2 separate regions of the Sus scrofa genome follow, and region 2 is linked to region 1. The links are chromatin contacts, called in public targeted proximity ligation maps. All regions are on one chromosome and are shown on one strand. The core of a region is the stretch at or near the end of the contact, and the rest is flanking DNA. Distances in the headings are between cores, read along the strand shown.

Region 1 (2,700 bases), core at 14-2,513:
GAAAATATCATATGGTATTTGTCTTTCTCTTTCTGACTTATTTCACCTAGTGTGAAAGTCTTCAGTTCCATCCATGTTGCTGCAAGTGGCATTTTATTCTTTTTCATCGCCGAGTAGTATTCCATTGTGTATATATACCACATCTTCGTTCATCTGTCAATGGACATTTAGGTTGTTTCCATGTCTTGGCTATTGTGAATAGTGCTGCAATGAACATAGGGGTGCATGTATCTTTTTTCGATGAAAGTTTTGTCCAGATATGTGCCCAGAAAAAAACAGAATTTTTGGTCTCAGAGTTTTTGGTATTACTTATCTACCTTTGGTTTTGGATGTGAGGGAGGGTAAGGGAGTGGGGGTGGGGAAGTGATGAGAAAAAGGTTGTGGAAACACAAAGTTTCTATAAACATGCTAACCCTAAAATAGAACTCAACCCCATGACCCTCTCCATTATGTTAATCTGTGATAATTTTCTTTATAGTACTTCCCACTGTCTCACTTATTGTGTGTTTTATTTTATTGACGTTCTCTGTCAGAATGAACACTCCACAAAGGCAGGTTTTTTATTTTTTATTTGTTTTTTGTAACATTACCACTGTGTCCCCAGCACCTCGGACAGTGCCTAATACTTAAAAAGCATTTGGTGACTATTTTTGAATGAACAAATTGAATACGAAGAAACTATTCAGTCTTCTATAAACTTAGAGGATGGGAAGAAGAAAAATTTGAAATTTATATACTTGGGCAAATTAATCTCACTAAGTTCCCATTTCCTCCCCCTGGAAAATGAAGATAATCACAATGCTTGTGTAATAAGACTATTAAGAGAATGAAATGAGGTCAAGTGCTTGGCATGATGTGTAATCATTGTAAACATCTGGTAAGGGATGCCAGCATGACTAATTTTATTAGATGATAAATAGAGATGGTCCTTACTTTTAAAAATATCTGACTCATTTTTAGTGAATCCACTCAATGAAATGAAATAGAGCTTTGCAATTTATGGGCTGTTTATACCATGAATGTTCTGAAGGGACGTCTTTGAAGAAGTAGCTCTTTGAAAAATTAAGCAGTAAGGTAGAGAATCTTGTCTGAATTAAGACTTAGAAGTCTACTGGATATTCTATAAAAGACTAGAAATTAGAATTAAAATTCTCTTGGGAATGGTAGAAAATTCTACCTTTGGAAGAGGATGCAATGAAGGTATAGGGAAGGGTATCTCCTTGATGGATGAGTAAGGCAGATTGGGAAGAAGTGAAGTATGTTCAGGCAATGAGGACAAGGAGCTGTGTGGCCTCATACAAACTAGTGTCATGTGGCTAATTCATGTGTTATCACACATAAGATGTGTGTGAGTTTGGAAGTGATGCTTGAAGGTGAGAGGGGAGTAGTGGAGCTAGAAAGGTCGGGCTGCTGGTTTTTTCAGACCATAAATATTAAGCCAAGGAGAATGGGTTTTATCTTTAACAGAAAGAGCAGGGTACTAAGGAATTTCTGTTCAAAGAGGACCACTCCAGAGTGGCACTGGAGTGTCACCACCAGTGACATGTTGACTACTGGAAATTAATGTTCTTAAAATTAAGTAAAATTAGAAAGACCGGCAGCCTGAGAAGTGAGAGAAGCAGCTGGAAGGTCAAATGGGCTGAGTCACAGATGCCAAGCAAGGGAAGATAGAGTTTCAGTACGAAGGGAGTGTGCCCGAAAAGGTCAAGAACAAAATGTCTTTACAGCATTTGGCAAGAACATGATTATCTGTGACTTCGCTGAGAGCGTTTTTTAGTGGAAACTAGAACGCAGTGGGGTGGAGGAAGGATCAGGAAGTGGAAGGAAGTGTGGACAGAGTTTTAGTATAATAATGGCTGCAAAAGGGGAGAAACAGTAATAAAAGGAGTGGAAGAGTCCTATTAGATTTTTATAAAGTATTTTTTATTTTATTTTTTACTGTAGATGTTTTTATTATGCTAAAATATGCATGACATAAGCCTCACCTTTTCAGCAATTTAAAAAAAATTTATATTTATTTTTTCGCTATAGCTAGTTTACAGTGTTCTGTCAATTTTCTACTGTACAGCATGTAGACCCAGTTACACATACATGTATAGATCCATCCGAAGTGATTATGATTTTTATAAAGTTTTTTTAAAATGTAAGATGGCTGAGCTGTTTGGGTGTGAAAGGGAGGACCCTATCAGAGGGCAGGATTTGGTAGCATATTACTCTCCCCCCTGCCCCCAGCTTTTCCACTCTCAACACACCTATTTGTAATTTGGAATATTAATTTAATATGCTTGAGGCATTCTTGGGAAATTGGATGATGTAATTCTTGAATTGCCTTTGCATTTGTGGTGTTTATATTGGCCAGAGTGGCAAAGAGAGTTTAGTGCAATGGGAAGAAAAGCCCCAAGTATACATACACTCACAATCTCTCTGCCTTTAAGCAGATTTTTAAGCTTTCTGAAGCCCAGTTCCCTTGTGTGTAAAAAAGGTGACAATATCTGTTCTATGGGATTGGTAGCAATTAAAGAATATGTGAGTTTTCAGCGCCTTGTACATAGAAGGTATTTGGGAAGGGTTAAGTCCCTTCACTTTCAATGGGAGGAAGGGGACAGAAAATGTGAAGTAGTGTTTATTATTATTATTATTATCAATTATTATTTTAAAACTTATTTTTATTATTTTTGTTATCCAGAACTGGTATTTCTT
Region 2 (2,700 bases), core at 2-2,501, 450 kb after region 1:
GTTCTCATTTCAAATGAGGGGCTCAGTCATCTGCCCCAAAACATTTGGTTGTCTCCATAAAGTTAATGAAGCAAAACCTCAGGAAGAACAAAAACCATGGCCCTGGCCAGTGTGCCTTCAGTCTCCCCTCCTGGTCCCACAGCAGCCATCACGCCATGTTACTCATGCCCGCTGACCTCGGATGTGGTCTCAGAATTGCAGCCAAGGTTGTGGAGTCTGGCCCAGAACAAGGGAAAGCAGGTGAGCATCTCTGGTCACAAGTCTCCTGTCTATCTAGGTGTGCTACACGCCGTGTTGGTCAGGGGTAGAGATGGTTCTCACGGGGATGAGCAGAAGCATGCTCGATCAGAGGATGCCAATCCACATTTGCTCCTGATTGGCCCCTAAGAACTTGCTTCTCTGTTTATGCTCATACAGCTTGGACTTCTTCCCTCACCTCCCTGGATATCACTGACTTTGTTCCTGCTCTCCTGAAGGCCAGGTCTGTCCCTCTGTGGTGCACAGCTCTGCTTCTCCCCTGGCATCCATTTAACTCCAGACCTCCCTCCAGATGCTCACGCAGTGCTGCTTTTCTCCCCTGAACATAGGTCTCAGGCCTTCCCCGACAACCCACTGCTTTCTGCTACTCCTCCTGGGCAGAGCCTGCTGTGGCCTTAGCAGGCAGCCACTCTCCGCTGTCCTCACCTGGTCTGATTAACCCAGTTCTGGGAAGCTGCTCTGTGGGGCCCAGCCTGGCCTGCCCTGGCCTTGTCCGGCCTTGGCACTGGGGGGAGAGGAGGTCTTCGAAACCCACAGCTTTCCTCAAGGGACAGCCTGTACCTGAGTCAGCCCACGCCAAAAAGGCAGTCTCCTCTTCCTTTTCTGGATTTGTGGTTCACTCGTTATTCCTCAAGCCTACCACAGTTGCCTTGGCAGCAACACACCCTGGGGCCTGCTGGGAAAATTCCACACTCCGATTTGGCACCTGTTCCTGGGAGCAGACAGGCCTGAACTGCTGGCGAGGGAGGCAGGCATGATAAATTAGATACTGAACTGATCAGGAGTCCCTTTCCATGACAGTGGCCTGCAAAGCAGTGTTAGGGAAATGGCTTCTTTTCTTTCTTCTGTGAGCAATAAATCCCTGGGCCCCAGGACGGCCTCGACTTGGCAGGTTGACACCCGGATGATTTCTGATGGCCTACGTGCCGACCGCAAGGCAAGCCTGAGCACTGCCAGCTCAGCCCCCACAGAGAATCCCTTCTCTGGGGATGAGAGGTGCCGTTCCAAACCCCAGCGAGCTGGAATGTGTCCACCCCTACCCCTTGCATGCAGCTACAGAGAAGAGTGGTCAGCCGAAGCAGAAGAGCAGAGGCATGGCCTGTCTGTGCGGGAAATGTGAGTATGTGCTCTGAAATCTGAGACACGAAGGGAAATGTGGCCACGGAAGAGCTGTGGTTCCAACACTGATAAAAATGTTCCAAAATCCTGCTCTGTCATATGCTTGATTACACTGATGCTCAGGATGACAAATGAGGTTCCATCTTAATTACAGCTTGGGAGAGGATGCCTAGACGGTTCTTTGACTTCTGTTTTATTCTGTCCATTCCAAAAGAGCTACTTCCAAAAAGGAAGGAATGAGGAGACATAAATAACACTCCATGGACTGTCTCCTTTGCTCCGGAAAATCCCCTAAAAGGTTAATGTTGCGTCTCATGCTTCTGGGCACGTGTGGGTCACATGCTGGGAGCTGGGAAGCAGCTCCAGACTCCTGCTGTGGTGATGCCCAACCAGGCGGAGAGAGGAGGATACCAGGCAGCGCAGACGCAGGCTTTGGTCGGCCAGCGTTGACTGCAGGGTTACATCCATGACTAGCAATCACATGAGAGAATGCTCCATTTCCTTCCCTGGGAGAAGGCTGGAGTGAAAGAGGGAAGGGCAGAGTGATTATAAGGTTTTCAAGGTGTTGAGAAGGGAGAAAACCCCTCAGACAGTGAGGAGACAGAAGCCACTGTCTGCTTCAGGTGATGCTGGAAGCATCAGAATCCCCCAGGAAAGGGGGCACTTCCATTCTTGGCTTGGCACGTGATAAATTTCCAGGGCCAACATCCTGACCAAGCCATTCTGTGGCAAAGAGAAAGGAGAGGAGGAAACAGATCAAACCCCACTGGAGACTGTCTCATGGGAAAAAGCCAAATAGCTGAGTTACTCTATTTCCCTGTAGTCAGAGCCCAAGCCTTCCCACAACTTCACAAGCAGTAAGAGGCCAGGGGACTTGGCCAGAGTCTTTTTTTTCTAAGGGGCAGGAAGTGGCTACCTCCTACTAGAAGGTGTGGATTCCTTTGGTGAGGAAGTCAGTGGAGAAGGTATAGAACTCACCCCGAAAGTGCTAGAGACGGTGCAGAGAATGCAGAGAATGCAGCAGGAGCAGGTTGGAGACAAATATGACTTTAAAAGCATCTGCCCTAAGCAGGCTTATGCAGAAAGGGACCAAGGCCTCTGAGGGTAAGAAAAGCAACAAGATGGGGTTAGTTTAGCACCAGGGAAAACTCACACCCCGCCCCCTGCTTCCCCAGACGCCTCCCAGCCTCATGCGGTTCTCAGGCATCCACAAAGGCTCTTGGATCCTTATGGAATCTGCTCCCACTGCAGTTGGAGGTGGGCCGCGTGCCCGGATGCCCTATGAATCACCTGCAGCAGGAGGAGAGCGTCACTCTCCCATCT

What was found.
Region 2: a targeted proximity ligation map of skeletal muscle shows a contact between it and region 1, with 2.5 times the contacts expected there. A contact is called at or near these places in 2 of 2 datasets of targeted methods (alveolar macrophages and skeletal muscle).

What each region holds. Positions count from the first base shown.
Region 1 is chr5:47,058,263-47,060,962 of Sscrofa11.1, forward strand. The region is part of intron 10 of ITPR2 (inositol 1,4,5-trisphosphate receptor type 2); the gene reads left to right. Among named protein-coding and RNA genes, the nearest start is that of ITPR2, 120 kb to the left of the region's middle.
Region 2 is chr5:47,512,475-47,515,174 of Sscrofa11.1, forward strand. No RefSeq gene overlaps it. Among named protein-coding and RNA genes, the nearest start is that of SSPN, 96 kb to the right of the region's middle.